Regions from separate parts of the Danio rerio genome. Here region 1 is linked to region 2. The links are chromatin contacts, called in public Hi-C maps. All regions are on one chromosome and are shown on one strand. Each heading gives the region's core, a stretch centred on a gene start, on an enhancer-like site or on the middle of the called end of the contact. The rest is flanking DNA. Distances are from core to core; before and after follow the strand shown.

Evidence for each region. Hi-C and Micro-C count contacts between places; a contact is called where the count stands out from the background.
Region 1: a Hi-C map of hematopoietic stem cells shows a contact between it and region 2, with 1.9 times the contacts expected there. The contact joins two enhancer-like sites. A contact is called at or near these places in 4 of 18 Hi-C or Micro-C datasets (caudal fin, embryo, hematopoietic stem cells and 1 more).

Annotation. Positions count from the first base shown.
Region 1 is chr12:25,326,222-25,332,495 of GRCz12tu, forward strand. No RefSeq gene overlaps it. Among named protein-coding and RNA genes, the nearest start is that of map3k8, 36 kb to the right of the region's middle. Within about 2 kb of position 4,155, at least 13 of the 62 cell types and tissues checked have an H3K27ac peak or open chromatin away from gene starts, as enhancers often do.
Region 2 is chr12:25,244,109-25,250,761 of GRCz12tu, forward strand. No RefSeq gene overlaps it. Among named protein-coding and RNA genes, the nearest start is that of bambia, 98 kb to the left of the region's middle. Within about 2 kb of position 5,098, at least 4 of the 62 cell types and tissues checked have an H3K27ac peak or open chromatin away from gene starts, as enhancers often do.

The DNA of each region.
Region 1 (6,274 bases), core at 2,905-5,404, 81 kb after region 2:
TGGGCTTCTTACCTGCTTTCTGGAACCGTTCTTCACCAGACTCAAACCCCATTGTCGTGGTAAACTCCTCTCTGTGTCTAAAGTCCACAGACGTACATGCCGAGCTAACTGGACAAACTGGTAACAGCTGCATAGCTACATAATTTGTGACCTCCAGAAACTTGTATAGTGTTACGTTTTCAGAATGAGCCTTTGTCGCCTGATAAATTAAGGGACAAAGTTGTAAGAAAATGAATGAATGAATAATTCTTTATCCATATATAATGACAAAATTTTATTAGGAAATGTAGTTAGGTACATTTCATGTCACATATTTTATTATATTTGAAAAGCAGCAATTTTATATTTATTTTTATGTGTCGTGCTAAAATGATACAAAATATTATTCTGTATATTTTCTAAGTAAATTAAATATCATAACTCAATAAATCTGTTCGCTTTGCTTAAGGCTCATACTGCATATGCATGTTGGTAGCGGTTTTGTGATGTTTTCCAGTCAGTAGGTACAGTACTGTAGGACTGTAGTGACGTCTCGGGGCACTGAGTGTTTGTTGTGCCAGACTCTTGGCTGAACTTCTCTCCTTCTGTCAGCACTCTGTTTTAATTATCGTCCTAATTTACCCCCCTTATTTTTCCAGGGTTGCTCCACTTCAGTCACTTTCCCAGGTGGAGCGGCATCCGGAACGCTATCCGGTCTGGCACCAAACTACCATACAGGCTTTCCAACATTTTCTCCTGTGTCCATTTGCTCTTTCTCCTGTTTGTATCCAAATAGTAAGATGCTATGTGTCTTTTTTCCTGTGAATCAGAGTCTGATCATAATCATGAGCTGAAGAAGAGGTATCAATAGTACACTTGTGTGTACCACTCAAAAACCTAGAAATGAGGACACGCACCTGTGTTTGGGTGTTTCTTCAACTTTTGACACTTTTATGTCCCAGGAGGAGATTTTTATTCAAACTAACAAATTCTGTGTTCAAGCTATAAGCTTTTCTGGCAGTGCTCTGACATAAGATGCAACAGTAAAAGTATGAAATATTTGTATGTTTCTTTTTCCTGTTAAATTAAAGTCAGATTAAAACTTTAATGGCTTGACTTTCAGTCTTAAAACATGAAAATCCATTAGAAATTATGAATTATTTTCCCAGTAACAGGCTGGAAGGGCATCCGCTGCGTAAAACATATGATAGATAAGTTGCCGATTCATTCCGCTGTGGTGACCCCAGATTAATAAAGGAACTAAGCCAAAGAGAAAATGAATGATTATGAATTCTTATTTTTTTTAACTTATCTTAAGCTTGACGAATAGTGAATGTATCTTAATGTTAACTCCTCCACCACAACCAACATTTTGAACATTTTGATTGCATGAACTATCTCTGAAATTATTTTAGTTAATCTCTGACTCATACAAAAATAAATGTGATTTAATTTGGTGTGCAAATGGCAGCATAGTCAAAAAAACAGAAGTTTACAGCATCAAATTTACACATATTTAAAGGGACAGTTTGTCAGATAATGAAAATTTACTCACTACTGAGTAATTCATTAGTTTTAATCTTAAATGTGATTGAGCAAAGTTGCGATTGTTATAGGCTTCTTACAACCTAGACTCATTCTGAAAACGTACCGCTATATACATTTCTGGAGAGCGCCAAATACGTCTCAAGAGGGGTTTTTTTTTTTGCAAAAAACTTTCGTTTTTGTTTTCACAAATCCACTAGAGCCGCCATGTTTGCTTTTTCAGATCTCAAATATCTCTTTCGAATGCCATTTGCACCTACTCTTCTCATGTAAAATCCACCAGCTGAGACAGCTGTTGAATGACTCACTAACAGATCAACTGACCCACCATCCTCCTTCCCTAAACCCAACCGATAGTGTTTTCAAAAGCACCGATTGACCCGCCCACCCCCTTTCCTAAACCCAACCAAAATTTTTTAAAAGCAATTCAGAAAAAGAAAAGGCCTCGCCTGATTTTAACCACCTTTTCAAATTTTACCACAATCTCACCCTGTTAATAACTTGTTTATTTTATTTTATTTATTTATTTTTTTTTGGCTTCTGTTTTTGTCTTACCCGCTTTCTGGAATCATTCGAACCCCGTCTTCCTGTTCAACTCCTCTCTGCGTCTCAAATCCGCTGACCTAGCATTCGCTTAAAGACGAAATGATGAGCCCTTCTGAATAGAACCCAGTGTAAATCTCTAGTTAATGATTCGCTAATTTAAAAAATCCATTCAAAGTGTGACTTCAGTAAAAGATTCACTTAGTCAAAAGATACATTCAAAGTAAGACTTTAGTAAAAGATTCACTGATTTAAATGATTCAGTCAGAGTAAGGCTGCATTCCAGTCCAATTTTTATGCCCTTCACGCACTTCAACTTACCTTCATCTCGTTCCCTCAGATGTATGTTCTTGATTACATCACACTAGTGTCCACTACCGGCAGAGCATCTGAATGGGTTTAAGTGGAATCCACTAAACCCTTGAGCACTTGGAAGGTGCACTGTTGTGACGTCACAATCACATTGCATTCTGGGACATATAGATGCTGGAGTGGACATATGAAGTAGGCCTGGGCGATTATCGAAAAATAATCGTAATCTAATTTTTTCAGGTTGATTTTTTTGATTACTTTTCTGCCACATGTGGAGTCATGGGACCCCACTTTGTTAAGGCTGATTTATTTATTATTATACTTCTGCGTCAAGTGTTCGGCGCGATGCTACCTTTGCGCAGTCACACACCCATGCACCTCTCAAAACTTGCGATGACGCATAACGCAAGGTCTGTGATTGGTTGTTTGGTAGCTGTTATGAGGCTGAGTGGTGCGGAGCCCATTGAACGAGTGTTTAAAAGTGTAAAGTCTCGCTGACAAGCTCCACATGGAAACTTTTTTGTTTGTTTTTACCCTATGATTAAAGTTGTTGCACCTCGTCCGGTTCCCATCTCTGAGTTTTAGCAACCTTTATATTAAAGTAGCCTTTAGAAACAGCAAAACTCTATAGAAACTCGATACAGAGGAACATAAAAACCCGCTACCAGCTAACGTTTCGGAAATGTTGCAAAGCAACACAAACAGCACACAGAAGTATAAATGCACAGCTATGTGCAAGGCAGGCTCTCTGGGTCACGGCGATTACTCGACGCAGAAGCATAAACCAGCCTTTAAAGGCTTTGCAGCCACATCTGATCTCTGGTCAAGTAGGACGATGGACCTATTCTTGACCCTTACTTTGTACTACATTGACGATGATTGGAAAAATCTCTCACTTGTAATGTTGAGCATATTTACTGTACAAAACCTGTCAGTGAACTATGAGGGCAAAAAAAAATTATAAATAAAATAATCGTTCATTTATCGTAATCAAGTTAAAATGTTTAATTACTCAAGATTTTTATTTAAGGTCAAATCACCCAACCCTAATATGAAGCCGATTTGCTCCCTCAGTCAAAATCGAGGGATCAAGGGTATGTCCATATAAGCTTCCCTCATCCACTTAATTCCTTTGGACTCTCTGAGAGAACAAGTAAAGAGTAATTTGCGAGTACATGTCTGAAAGTGTATTGGAACGCAGCCAGAGTCTCCTGTAAATAATTCTCTGATTTTATAAACTGATCTGAATGGGGTTCAACGTGTGAATGTGTTTTCATTTTTTGGTATGACTTATCAGTGTAGTTATGAGAGCATGACAAGTTTTGGTCATTCAGCTTACTTGCAAAATAAACATTCATCAGTAAGTGTTTTTACTTTTATTATTTAAGTAAAATTAAAATTAAATACTTTTGTACCTAAATAAAGTTATATTTAAAAAGAGGACTTTATACTTCTTCACAGGAAATATTTGATTAGGGACTCTCTGTACTTTTACTCAAGTGCTTATTTTCTGTACTTTTTACCACCACTGATTAGTATATATCAAAATAAGTAGACAGGAATGGAGATGCTCTTCATTAATAACAGTAATCCGCGCTGGTGTGGCTGTTTATTCTGGTGCACTAACAGCAGTGCAGAGTGCAACTGTAATCTGCCCCTCTCAGTAAACAGCCTGTCATAGTAATGGCTCTGAAAACAAACGATCAGCTCACTTCTGGGGCCCCACCAAAGAACTTTAACACACATACGCCCTCTGGAAGCTTTTTCACCAGGGGCATACCTTCAAGTGAGGTGGAGGACGGCTTCCTGCATCCCGCCCCGCGTCTCTGTGTGTGTATGTATTTGTGTGAGAATGAAAGTTTGTGTGTGCCTTGGGAGCAACGGCGGACACCAGAGAGACATAGATTCAGGATCTCCATGGCGATAAGGAAGTCAGCAGGAAGGAGACATCCCAGACCCCTTCTAGCACCCAGACTGACAGACTCCCCCAAACTGACGCTGGACGCACACCCCGCATAAACACACACGAACGCATTCCATCTCTCTCTGCCTGCTTAAATGACAGAGGCTCTATTCATGTTTTGTGAAAAAGAGGAGAAAAATAACATCAGCTATATCCGATGGCTCGATAAGTGAGATGAAGAGAGGCCGGAGCTTCAAATGGCCGTCCTGACTAAATTATGATTTGCACTCATTTTCCCATAGAGAGCCCCACTGTTTAATTCCCCATGCAGCTGTGTTTCAGCTAGTTCTGCCTGTGAGATGAACGCTAATCATTATTTTTGTTTGTACGGCTCTATCGTTGTTTGTAATCTTTGATTAAAGTATGTTGTCCTTAGAGTTTTGACGTGTAGGATGTTTAAATTGTACCTCACAGATGGCAGCCACTGGTACTCATTGTGTTGTAGTCGTAGATGTTTACTTAAAGGCACAAATAAAAAAATGTATTCTGTCATCCAATGCTCAGCCTCTGTGTTGTTCCAAACATGACTTTATTTTGTGAAACTAACTGAAAGAAACTTCTAAAAATATATATTTGTTTTATGTATAGAAACTCAGTTGTGTCCATTTTTCATTTTGGCCCGCTAACAGTTTAAACTCTTACTGTTTTTTTAGCATCTCCAGCATGGGAGGTGGACATACTAACAATGTTGTTAAAGACCGCAGCCTTTGGTGTTTCCCTTGAGGTTGATGGTGTGAGGTGTACTTAGTTCTTAGGAGACAGATACATGACAATATTTTCAGCCAAAAACTTTAAAAAATTTTTTTTTAAATTTCTGGCCTAATATATAATACAATTTTTTGGTCATTCTCCTGGATGTGTAGACCGCATAATGTTTTGAAAATGTTGTCATGTAAACATGTAACTTTTTAAAAATGCAAGGGCTAACCCAGGCTTACTATAGATACATAGTATCTACATTTCTGGAGACAGCGAAATGTGTGACCAGCGATGCGTTTGCTCAGTTTTTGGCTGATGTGTACGCTTTTTGATGATCACAAATTCCTCTTGCGCATCCTCTTCTTGTGTAAATTCACCAGAGGGCGCAATACACTTAAGCCAACCAGGCCAGCTTGTTGTCGATTGAATAACTGACCAACTGACCCCTTCCCTAAACCCAACTCATAATGTTTTTAAAAGCAATCTAGAAAAAGAAACATGTGATTTTAACACAATTTTAGCCTGTTGTTTCCCATGTAGCAAAATTCATGTGGCTTAAATCCGGCCCACAACAGACACTTACATGCGGCCCACATATCGCATGGAATGATGGCTTTTGGGCGGTCTGATCCAATGACTGTAAAAAATATGGACGACGCGACAGCCCTTTTTCCCATTGAACGCCTTGAGGGCAAAACGCCTGCTTGACGGGCACAAACTGTCGCAAAAGACTGCTGAAATTGGAGCCTTGACATGCGCAGAAGGATTTTCTGATGGAGCCAGAGGAGGAGCCGCGAAAATGAGCAGAGTCGAGCTTCCAATCAAACGCTTTATGTAAAATCAACTACGCCCCCCGAACTTCTCAGCATGCGTTTGCTGTCATATCAACACAAATGGATGTAATAACGTTAACAAATATGAGGGTTTTATATATTCAATCGCGCCAGCTCCAGGCCGCAGCGCATAACTTACTCGCGGCGTCGCGGGCTGATTCCGGCTCGCTCGGCCGCCGCATCTGGCTCGATTGACTCGGGCTGGAATTGGGTAGTGGGTCCAGGCATCCGGAGTAGGTCCAGCAGAGGTAACGTTAGTCAGTCTGAGCTCTAAGAGATAAGTCTCCGGCAGGCGAGAATCTAGCCGGAACTGTGTTTTGCTATCTGGGTGGCTAGGCGTGTATCAGCAAACTAATAAAGCCCTAAAAAAGCCCTGAACTTAGCGAATAAACAGTGTTCC
Region 2 (6,653 bases), core at 3,848-6,347:
ATTAATTTGTCTATTAATTTTTCTAAAGCGGCAGAGGCCATCATCTCACTTATCCACACTTTCCTGTTTGTTTGTTTTATTGTGGGCTTTCCACATAGTTTGGTTGCACAATTCTGATTGGCCAGAACGAAAGTGTGCTCACTCAATTGGCTAGTAAGACTGTCACACACAGACAGCAGTCATACATTTCCTCTGGGCGGTGGAAATTAAATAAGGGCGCACTCACACTATGCTATTTGAACCTTGCCCAGGCGCTTTTTCCGGTTCGTTTGAGAAGTGTGGGTGCTCTGAATCAGGCTCAGGCGTGGTTCAGTTGGCCGGCCCTGGCCCAGTTGGAAGAGGTGTGCCAGAGCGCGGTTCACTTGGGCTTTGGCGCGGTACGCTTGTAGTGTGAGTGCAAAGCGTGCCTGAGCCCAAAACTAAAGACGAGACATGACTTTTAATGAGTGTTTCATATGGATTTATTATTCATAGTTTATTAAAGACGCAAACCCCTCACTTCATGATAGCTGCACCTTCAGCAAACCTCTTAATACCTGCAGTAATAATAATAATAATAATAATAATAATAATTTATTAACGTCAAAAGTGACTAATCTGTTCGGCAAATTATTTGACTGTCACTGTATCCCAAACCACTGAAATTATATAACTAAAGCAATCTCCACTGTGCTGAGTGAGAGCGCTTCTCTTCTTTTAAACTGAACAGTCGCATCATCCACGACGTAAGCGTGCTCTGGCTTGGACGCAATGTGAGTGCATTCAGGGTAGAGGGGTAGGGGGGACAAGCGTGCTTCGGCACGGTACAAGGTAACTGTACATAGTGTGAGTACTCCTAATAATATATATTTCATATCGCAGCCTCTTGCGATTAGCACAGCCGATTAATCGATTTACCGCACAGCCCTAGTCTGAATTTGACCAGGAGCATATGGTATTTAATTACTGCATTTATACATAAAATTTATATGAGGTTTTGTCACTTAGAACTTTGGTCTTATTTCTGGTCCAAAGATCTACATTTCAAAGCGAAAACAAGATTATCTTACTTAACCCACTGGCACACAATTTTACTTGTTTTAAGCACTGTAAAAATGCTGGGTTACACACAGTTCCTTCATGTTGTCCCAACACAAATAGATTACATGAAATTGTTTTTACAAATTTAGGTGGATTGAACATAAAACAATTAAGTTGTTCCCCAAAAAATGTAAGAATTGTTTAATTTCAGCTCATTTTAAGTAGTTTGAACAAACAGCAAAAGTAATCCTTTTGAGTAAGGAAAAACTCTTAATATAGACCTATTTCTAGACTTACGAAACAATATTTTTACTTAATCCAAGTTTTTAAAAAATATTTGGATTAAAAACGAAACAAAGTAGTTTAAGATAATCATGTTTTTTATTGTGATTTACTTAATTTCTGTTCCTTACTACTGTTAGACTCCTTAGAAAACTGTCACATAGTGCTACTCAACTATCTTGTATAAGTATTCATATCGCAGTATTTATCGTAGAACAATAACATATCTTAATATCAATTTTTTTTTCAATATCCTGCAGCCTTAGAACCTATTTCTTTAAAAAAACTAATTTCAGTCAAAGTGCCATCTCTTCTTCCTTTTTGTCTCATATAGTGCTGTTAACACAATCTTCCCCTCCAGGAGTGACATCTTCAGTCTCATTGATCCAGTCCGGTTGAGTTGAGCCAGTGTCTTATCAATAATTACTGTAGGATGTGAACATGGTGAAGTGTTGTCATATAACCCCCCGTGAACACAGACGCACACACACCTGGCCGGCTCTAATAATAATGAGGGGATGGAGACACAGACATTGACTCATGGATAAAACTCTCTATACCTTCATCGACTTTGTGAACCTGTATATGTGTGTAATTGATTTGGCCAGGAGTTCTAGAGAGGAAGCAGCACCGAAATCTATATCCATAAACCTGACTCTGTTTAGAGGAACAGTGGCTGTCTCCATCTGTTTGGCGTGCTGTAATGTTTGGTTTTAGAGTTTCAAATCAAACATTATTAAATTTCTAAATATTTTTGAAACAATATCAGACAGTATATTTGATACACTATAAAAATACTGGGTTGTTTAGGCCCAAAATTGGGTACAAAATGGACAAATCAAAACAACAGACATTTATAACTTAATTCTTATGAACTCTTGGGGATGTTTTCATTCACTCTGGGGTGATTTTGAGTCCTAATTTGGCCACAACTTTCGCTGTGTTTCAGAAAATTGAATGATTTTTGTTAACTAATCTTATTTTGACACATATTTTGGGAAAACGCTTTGAAAATGTTAAAAAAGTTAACAATACAAAAGCAAATTTACTACCCTTTTCGTTATTTTGGGGGCTGTTTTTGATTGCAAAGCAATTATGTATTCTTGATTGTTGGTTGTTTTTCCTGTTGGGAAGAGGTACAATTGTGTGTGTGTGTATGTGTGTAAATTTAAGATTATCATATTTAAGAGATGTTTATTTGTAAAACAAATAGTGTTTTTAATTTTTACTGTTGATCATCAGGTGCTGTGCAAAAAAAAAAAAAAAGCTTAGTTTCTGATTTAAAATGATATGGTTATATGGAGTATAGTGTGTGTGCATGTGTGAGACATTTGCACACATACTGTACCTTGATATGTTTGAGAAGATAAAAAAAACAGCTCAGTTCTCAGAACATACAGTAGTAAACATAGTTTTATTGACACACACTATAATTTGTCGTTTTACTCAATAGAACTCCATATAAAAGTCGGAAACGTTTTTTTTCCACAGGCCTTAATGGTTGATGCTGTCAACTGATGGTCAACAGTAAAAAAATAAAATAAAAAATCAGTTTAACCTCTTCAGGAACAGGAAAAACACCAACAATCCAGAATGCATGATTATTTGGTGTCATGGCTAGCAATCAAAACACGTAGTTGTAACGGAAGTCAATGGGGCAAAAACAGCCCCCAACATAACGATAAAGTGTGAACTGGATACGCAGCGAGTCGGAACTGCGATATGCGCATAAATATAGCAGCATTTTTTTTTTATTTGACACTGTACAACAGTAATATTTTTTACAGTACTGTGATGGTTGGGTTTAGGGTTGGGGTGGGGGTAGGTGTTAAAAAATACAATTTATTGGGTCATTTAATAGATGACATAAATGATACTCTGTACAACTACTATTTTTTTACATTACTGTGACAGTTGGGTTTCGGGTTAGGGTAGGGGTAGAAGTTAATAAAATACAATAAATGGGAAATTGAATAAATAAGATAAATAATTCTCGTTACCTTCCGGCCACAACCATATCCGTTCTAGCAACAACCCAACATGACAAAGGTAATTTGAACAGTACATAAGGGTTTATACTTTTGGAAGAGAATAGAGACATTTCATAAGCAAATGCAATAGCACATTGGGTCCCACTTTATATTGTGTCCTTAATTAATATGTACTTACACAGGAACTAATAGTTTGTTACAATGTACTTATTGTGTAAATACATGTATTTACTGTGTACTTATGCTTGATTTAATACCTGTATGTACTTACATCTGTAACTAACTTCTGTAATTACATTTGTAAATATACTGCTGACCATCCCCTACACCTTAACCCACCCTTAAACCTACCCATACCACCAAACCTTTGCATAACCCAACCCCTATCCCAACTCAAGAGCACCACAAGTGTTCTCAAATACATTATGATCACAGTAAGTACATTGCATTTATTTTTTGATGCAACTACATAGTAGTTAAGGACACTTAATATAAAGTGGGACCGCACATTGTAAAAATGATATTTTGAAGAAAATAGAACTATTATTTTGTTTCCTTGTGATTTTGAATGCGGCATTTGCACACAGACTTTTAATTTTCAGTAAGCCAGCTCAAGCATTTCCCATGAACCGTTATGTCATTACACAATCGCTGTGTTTAAGCAGTAACCTTCACTGTCTGACTGATATTTGATTTAAAGTGGGTCTCAGACCGGACAAGAAGCACTAAATTAAATTCCATCGTTCTGTTTTCAGTTGCTCCTGATGGCGCTTGCATCTTTTATCTCATTTAACTCTTGAACAACTAATTAATTGCTTAAATCAATTTAACCTATTATACTTCAATTACATTAAAACATCGATGCTGTAAAAGGAACCTTATAAAACTGAAAACATCAACCTTTCACTGAAAGTGTATTGGTTTTTAATAAACACTTGCTATGCATGTTGCCCATTTACTATCTGAATTCAATTGTTTCTGCTTAATTTTTTACAGTTTAGTCAAATTTTAGTGTTATGAGAATTTCATATATTAAAAGATTGCTTACATTTGTTAATTTCAATATATTATAATTAATAAGTGTGTAACTTAAAGATTATCTTGTTAAAACGATGTTTATTTGTAAAACAACACACACAAAAAAAACTAGGAAAAGTATTTTTGAAGATGTGAGGTCATTACAGTGTTTATTAATTATGTTTAAACATTTATTGCAAAAATTAAAGCTTGATTTTGTTTATATATTGTCATAAAATCGAACACAAATGAGGAAAAAAAAAACTTCTTTTGTCTTCACCTCCACATCAAATTACATTACAGTGATTTTCTTAAAGTCGTAGTATGTAATCTATTGTTTCAAACATATAAATGTGAAAATAAGATGCCACATTATGGGGGAAATAAAGTTTTATTAGCCTTCAATGAAAATGTATCAATTAAACAGTACTTATTATCAACCAGTACTTATTAAAATGTTATTTATTAAAATTATGGTTATAAATATATTTGTTGTATGCAAACTATTGTCTCACTGCACAAGATTTAGTGATTGATTTTATGAATCATGATCAAAATCAAAATCTACAATAGTCATTGTTTTTCAGGATAGAAAACAAGAACTTTGTATTTTTGTACTACACTTGAAACCCCTTTTGTCTTTTGACCCATTTACAAAAAACAGTGCCATGTGTGCCTGTCATTATTGAGAGTGCATGATGAATAGAGCAGCATATGGCATTGACTGATGTTGCCGTGTCGATACGGTGCGCTCGCTTGCTGATATGTAACCAGTCAGATAAAGTCATGTGTGGAGATACCTTATCTCTCACTGTGGACCAAATCAATAGACTGTCTCTACCTCTTCGCCGCTCTGTCCCTCATTTTCCTACGTCCCCATCCCCATTTTACCTTACAACACATTGTCTCTCTCTACTTATTGTTTTATTTCTCAGTTTTTTTCTTTTGGATTATTGAATGTTGAATCATTACATATTTGCTATTTTTTTTGCAACTACAACCTCAGTATTTGTAAGAGTATCGGTTTACTTATTTACAGCGGACAAACTTTTTCCAGCTCTAGTTCCCATGTCTACTCCCCATCATTTCATACCCTTTGTGTAATGTGAGACGACTTGCTGAAATTATGGAGAAAAATTATATTATAATTACCCTTCAGCATTATAATGGATTATTTCTCTATAAAAAAAAACATGCAGCGATCGGCTTCTGTGCTTCACGTTTGTGGGATCCATATCACACACTCTTTTGTGCCTCCCCTTTAAAGTAATGAAGCATGCGATGAGTGACACTTCATTACTGCGTAAAAACCCAGTGATCATTTCTTTTGTCCTGTATGGAAACAGAGTACTTTCCCTTCGGTTGAACTCAGTGTCACTGGATGGAAGTGTTTGCTATTGACCTCCCGGCCTATTTGATCTGGAGGGAGACTGAGCTAGGAGTTTGAAAAGGTGATGATGGAGGACAGAAATTACGTGAGACAGGGTTTTGGAGTGGTTCAGTAAACTGTACTCTAGTTGTTTTTAACAGTGGTTATACAATTTTGGTAACACTTTTGAATATGCCTCTACAAGTACAGCCATAATAGATTCACTGTCTCATCTCTGATTTCTAGGTATGTGGCATAGGTAATATAAAACATTCTTCAGAAACAGCTTTATTTGTTTATTTGTAACTACTGGAATTACCCCTCGAAATAAAAGCTCAGTTTTTACCTTATTTGGAATGATCATAAATATTAATGAGCTCTGCTCTGACGCTCCTTAGCTTGTCTGTACCTACTCACTGTTTTTCTCTTTGTCTCTCTCACACGCATGCACACACACACACACACACACACACACACACACACACACACACACACACACACACACACACACACACACAGAGAGAGAGAGAGAGACGGACGGACAGACAGACAGACAGACACAGGGCCCCATAATACACCCTGCGCAATAAGGTGCAAGATGTGTTTGGCCGATTTGTTGTTATTTTCAGACCAGCACAACCCTAATTTTTACATTTTGTTGCTTGTTTTTTATATAGCAAATCCATTTGCACCACTTTGTGGACTCATGAGTGTGCCTGTCTAAAAAGGAAGTGTGTTGTTGGGGCGTTGCTGTTTTGAAGAACTGAAATAGATATTTTTTTCAGTTTATTTATGACAGTTTGCATTTGTATAATGTAATTATCATTAGCAGTATGCAGTATTAGCAGTACTGAATAAATGTATAACTTGTACATCCTGCATTTTGTATTATCAAATATATATATTTATATATATACATACATACACACACTCACACACACACACAAACACAAGAACACACAGATGAAGTTGAA